2 separate regions of the Zea mays genome follow, and region 1 is linked to region 2. Evidence: chromatin contacts called from public Hi-C data. All regions are on one chromosome and are shown on one strand. The core of a region is the stretch at or near the end of the contact, and the rest is flanking DNA. Distances in the headings are between cores, read along the strand shown. Region 1 has its middle 22 kb from the start of LOC100273693. Region 2 has its middle 38 kb from the start of LOC100285049.

The links. A called contact is a pair of places that touch in the nucleus more often than the background predicts.
Region 1: a Hi-C map of leaf shows a contact between it and region 2, with 4 times the contacts expected there. The contact joins two enhancer-like sites. A contact is called at or near these places in 7 of 25 Hi-C or Micro-C datasets (ear, leaf and tassel).

What each region holds. Positions count from the first base shown.
Region 1 is chr1:248,886,845-248,889,961 of Zm-B73-REFERENCE-NAM-5.0, forward strand. No RefSeq gene overlaps it. Among protein-coding and RNA genes, the nearest start is that of LOC100273693, 22 kb to the right of the region's middle. Within about 2 kb of position 1,632, at least 10 of the 20 cell types and tissues checked have an H3K27ac peak or open chromatin away from gene starts, as enhancers often do. A contact at or near this core is called in leaf, where this site is marked.
Region 2 is chr1:248,790,304-248,793,301 of Zm-B73-REFERENCE-NAM-5.0, forward strand. No RefSeq gene overlaps it. Among protein-coding and RNA genes, the nearest start is that of LOC100285049, 38 kb to the right of the region's middle. Within about 2 kb of position 1,313, at least 17 of the 20 cell types and tissues checked have an H3K27ac peak or open chromatin away from gene starts, as enhancers often do. A contact at or near this core is called in leaf, where this site is marked.

The sequences.
Region 1 (3,117 bases), core at 382-2,881, 97 kb after region 2:
CACTCCAATATAAACCAAACTTTTCGGAGAGCCACTCTAAGCCTGCAATACCAAACTCAAGTCGAGATTCGTGAAGACTGCAACTAATCTGACTTAAACGTAACACTGAACAGCTACCGAAACACTGACGAAACTTTTTTTTACCATTTAGTCCCTTTTGTCCATTAATTACATGATTGCGACACACATACAAAATTACAAGGTCGGATCCAATAGCGCGAGTCACAAGCCGGCTACAAACCCTCATGGAAAAATCTTTCCTGGACACTCACAACTACAAACACTCATGAAAAATCTTTCCCTGGACACTCACAACGATTCTATTCATTGGAACACTTAGATAACGCTGTCGAACCTGAAGAAGATGGAGCGTGAGCGGCAAAGACTGCGACGAGGTCAGAGGTAGGACGTCAAGTAAACATCGCGGTTGTAGTTTCCTTCCCTGGCACATGGCCACACGACCAATAGAGAATGAGGCACCGCAGCGGATCCTGGCTAGAGAGGACGTAGATGCGGCAATCTGCAGGAATTGACGCCGAACGAACTCTTGCCGACAGTTTCAACAATTAAAATTCAACGACGAACCGGTGAGGCGAGGCAAACGACGCCGAATAAATAGGGTGACGACGGCGGTGCGGAGGCTAGGATCTACTCCGATGGCGAGGTTGCTGCGACCCATGGTTCGGACGGGAAGGAGCCGAGGACGAGCTGAGGCAGCGCGTCGGGTTGAAGCGAGCTCGCGCAGGACACGCCGAAGTTGAGTCGTGGCGGCACACGGCTCACAAGTGAGCACGTTGAGGCAGCAGAGGACGGGAGGATCTGGCGATAGTTGACGACGCCAGCGAGTTCTACGGATGCAAAGGCGCGAAGGTGGACGATGCTGCACTAAAGAGCTGGAGCACGCACGACGGCGCGACGACGACGTCGTGATGGCGAGGCGAGGATGCCGACGTGGAGAGGACGGCTGGGTGCCGGTGAGCGCGCACACCAAGGAGTGCGGCGAGCAGCGGCGTACGTCCAGATGCAGCGACGAGAGAGGTCGAGCAGTGAGACACGCCGGCGTCTCGGAGCTGCAGCGGAGCTCGAGCACGAGGCTAAAGGCGAGCGGCTGAGGAAGTCGACGTCGAGCTGCTGCTGCTCCACCGATGGGGAGAACCAGGGTGTGTTGACTGTTGAGGAATCAGGGACTTGCGACTATAGGCTGGAAATTAGCTCGAGGCTCGCGAGACGGTCCCTTCTTTAAGCTTGTTTTTGCAGCGAGCCGAGTTGAACAGGCTCGCGAGTCTCGCAAAAATGACTAATTTATGCAATAATAATGAATATTAAATAATTTTATAAATAATAGCTTATTTTAGTCTTTAATGATGAATATATTACAAGTTATAATTTAATTTACTCATAATGTTGAATGATGATTTTATATTTTAAATTTATATAATATTAATTAACTAAATAATGCAACGATAAGTACTCGCGAGTCGAGCCGAGCCAGCTCGCGAGCCAAGGTCGAGCCGAAACTATTTCGCCAGCTCGTGGAATAAACGAGCCGAGCCGAGTTCGTTTAGGCACAGAGCCAAGCCGAGCCGCCGTTTCCAGCCCTAGCGACAGCAGTGGGACTTCCCCAGAGGATAGAACCGTGCGTGCTTGATGCTCAGGATAAGGAAAAGGGAAAGAGAGCGAGGTGAGCGATTGCCAGCACCTGCTCGGAAGTGCCACGCCGAGTTGCGACGTGCCAACACACGACGAATGAAAGATATCGAGGTCGGCGGCGTTCAGATCAACGGCGAGCAGACAAAGGAGCTACTGTGCACGTCTGAACCCAGAATTTATACTCCAATTTACACCCAACTTTATATATTAACTCAAGAATCCATTTTACTAACAATTGATTATTGAGGATTGCTTTCCATCTTTGCTTCAATAGCTAGTAGTTATAGTTAAAACTCAACTGACTTTGGAACTCCAAAGTTGGAGCAACATCACCGAACTACAGCAATTCAGCTAACTAAATTTCGTTCAGCACACACCTATCTGACAGAGCAACTTTGAGCTCAATTTACTCACAAATTTTAGTTGTAAGAGATCTCCGTCAACCAAACTTATTAAAAAATATAGCTCCACAAATTTTCTGCAGCAACCTAAAGCCGAAAGCTCACAAATTGATAGCTATAGAGCTCCAAAGTTGGGTAAAAATACTGCAACTCGGTTTCAGCTAACTGAACCAGAAACTGCACACCACACGCTTGACAGCAAAAGTTCAAGCACTTTTTTACTCCATTTTTCATGCCATATAAAGCCAAACTTGCTGAAGGAGATTTGTGCACCATTATATGGTATTCAACTCTTCCATAAAAACCACAACCCATAACTTCATCTATTAGCCAAAAAGAAGCTCCAAAACTGCACTAACAACACTAAAATTTAGACTCAGTTTGTTGCACTAAGTCTGAAATCCAAAATACGTCAACCCAGTTTATACCACTTTTTCTCCTAGTTCCATATGGTTCTAGGGCAATAACACTTAATAAAAGTTGTTCCCCTATAGTCACTCAACAAGTTTGCTATAGCAAACATCTGTCAAAATCCAAAGATAGAAAGATACATGGATCCAAAATCAGCTCAAGGTCACAATTTTCAGAAATCCAAAAGTTGACCAATTATGAACTTTTGCAAATTACTTCAATTTTTTTACACAAGATACAAATCTCCAAATATGAAAGTTGCTTAGTTTTCCAAGCTCTACAACTTTGGTATATGGACTTTGAGCAAACTCTCATTAGATTTTAAGTTTCACTTTTGGGGCTAGTTTAGGGTTTCAACTATGCTTGCTTTTCTCCAAACGACATCTCAACTTTGATCCATCACTAAAAAGCATTGTTGCTCTTTAACCTAAAACCCAACTTTGGCGTTCAAAACAAATTGCCAAAATATCCTCGGTTTAGGAGTTGCTTTGCTCATACACAATTTCAAGCAAGGTTTTCAAACCTCTCTTACTCACAACAACACAACACATCACTTTTGGTTTGAATGTTTTGACCTAGTGAATGCATTCTAAGTGTATCAAGCAAGATGATGTTGATGCTTATGATGACATGCCAAAGTTTTAGTTCTTGTAAC
Region 2 (2,998 bases), core at 63-2,562:
AGAAATGAGTATAAATTCTGATAGCACATAAGAAAATTTTTCATAAAAGAAAGCCAGGGCAGGCGGCTATTGTTTGAAGCCAAGGTATTTCATGATAGATATATACAATGCTATTGTGAAAGTTCGGTCTCAAAATATTTTACATATCCAGGGTTCAAAATTTGTCGTAGAAAAATATGTACACATTGGTGTCAAACCCGGTGTCTGCAGCACTACAAGACAAAATTTGTGGATCACTTCTTTCTTTTACAGAGTGTCTTTGTGTCCGCGGGTAGACTATTTTCAGCTGACTACTGATAAGTAGACCATTTTTCTTAACTTTTTTATTTCTTTTTCTTTGGTGTCACGATAAATCTGATATAACATTTCTTGCAGCCCGACTAGACCACTTTGTTATAGTTGCTTTTAAATTCACTAGTGCTAATATTTAGTTAGCTAGTATGTAAATAATTATTAGCAAAGTGTTGTTTGATTCACGTATATGAACCATTAGCACATCTTCACCAACTAATGAATTTAGATTCGCCTCTCTATTTGCTAAGGGCAATATATATTTTTTTCAGTTACTGTAGCAGTCATTTAATATGTGTCACTGACATGGCAAATTATTTGCCACACACCTCCAAATAGTGAGAAATATTTATTTTTTCCTATTTGTTAATAATGTTAGTTTTACAGCCTATTTGTTTGGTTTTAATCCGTACCGGCTTCTACAGCTTCTACAATATTTTTATCTCTATGCATTACAGTTACAGCAGAGTAGGCTTTAATTCGAATCGAACAGCTACTAACAATATTGGCAAGATTAGATCCAAACATGTCCAAAGTAGAGTGGCATATTAATTATTTTGAATAGGGAGACTAGATCTCTAAATAAAAGTAGAAATGGTTTGGTTTGACCTGTTATATTATTGTTTAATTATGATAGATCCAAAGAGGCCAAACAAACTGCACAAACATCCAAAGACCCCAAGGGTCCGGAAGTTGCTAAAGTCATGATCCTTGCCGGCTGCATTTTATGCGAAAGTTCAAAATACTAGTTCGCTAGAAGTCGCTTTCTGCGTTTACCTCACAGGCATTGACCGAATCCTATTCCTACATGTCATCTTTCCTAAAAAAACATGTCACCTTCAGCTCCGACTGGATTGACCCAATTGAAACTGTTCCAACAGCGAGGGAATGAAAGCTTCGCTCAGATGTTAAAAACGCGTAGAATTAGCCGATGCTTTCTTCAACATCTCTTCGTACGCAGTCTTCCTCAGCCCACAGGCCCGTCTACTTTATGAGCCTGGTTAGTTGGAGCTCTCTAGGCAGCCCATACAACAATCTAACTATCTGACTGACGCAGCGCTAGGCCTTCGGGTGTTGAGTATTGCCTGAGCTGAAACCAAATGGCCCCATAACTTGAAGCTACTTTATTTTACTCCCTATGTTCTTCCTCCTTCTCCAAAATACTAGTCATTTTAGCTCTTAATTTTTATATCTACATTCAAATAGATAAAGATAAATTTAAACACATATAAAACACATACATCAATTATTGTGTGGATCTAATAAATTTCTAAAACAAATTTTACTTTAGGACAGAGAGAGTATTCATTTTAGTGTGTTGATGAATTTATACAATATTTGATAAATATGTCTAGATTTATCGTCATCCATTTAAATATACAAAAAAAATAAAGTGCTAAAATTACTAAGGGTCTGTTTGCTAGTACATAGTCGTGGGCTGTGTTTGTGAGAGTGTGTGGGGGGTGTCAAGAACAAAAATGGCGTAAAATCAGCTCATTGTCGTTTGTCCTTACATTATACCCCTATATAATCTACCAGTTAAAATATCACTAAATACATACAACAAATAACTCCTAGCCAAATCTCACCATTAAAACCAACGATCGAGATCGCTTCATTTATTTTATCTCTCTTAATCAATCGCATCCAACTGCGAGTGTTTCTCGGATCATCCCCTCATCCCTCACTCGTCTCTAGCCTTCCCATCCCTCCATTTCGCCAAGGAAGAAAAAGGAAAAAACACATAAGGGGTTGGAGAGGAACGGGCAGGGACAGAAGGTTCAAGCCCTAGCGCAGGAATGGCAGGTTGGTGCGAGGAGGCAGTGGCGTTGCTGCAGCACCTCGTGGTGGCGGAGAATATAGTCGTCGACGTGCTACTCTGTGTGGTGTCGATCTAGGCCACTATCATGATCGGCCTCGTCATCGACTAGTCCTGGCACCCGCGCTGAACGGGGCTGCTCTTCCTTGACCTCCACACCCGCCTTCGCTTCATCTGGGTGTCGCCCGGCCTCGAGACCCGGAGTCTCTGGTTCGTCTGCTCTGTCATGCCCAGGCTCCTCTCCTCTGCATTCTTCCACTTTAGAGGCAAGCAACTGGACAAGGCCTCTCCTGATGACGATGTCGTTGTAATCCAGGGCAACAGAGGTTGCTCCGATGACAGGTGAGTGTCTTAGTGGTTGAATCTATTTTACATTATGGCGATGGGCGGCATTGATCGGGGAGCACATGTAAGTGTTGTCAAGTGTCTCTCTTGGAGACCATTTGTCTTTCAATTTGGATTTATATTGAATTATATTGTGGTTCATTCAGGGGCGACCCTATCCTTGTGTTGGAGGCAGTTTAGGAGATTTGAACTTTTTTCCCCCATGAAAATTATTGTACTATCTTTAAGCTAACTTGATGAGCTGACACATGTTGATAGAGTTGGAGTGGAATGCGTGATTGTATTTTGAATTGGTGACATAGAGCGATGTTGGAAACTTGTGCCTTCGCTGGTAGAAGAGTTTGTACTCTGTAGCTCTGTCTTTGGTCCGTGAAATTACTATTTATGTAAGCTATATAAAGATCTTTGGTGATTGGTTAATTTTGTTTGCTTTTCACCATGGAAGGATTCACAACATAAACTTGCGTGCTGCTAGGGTTTCATCGTGGTTGTGGTTTATTCTATCCTTGTCTGGTGATTGTAGTATGTGTTCTTGCAGTGAAC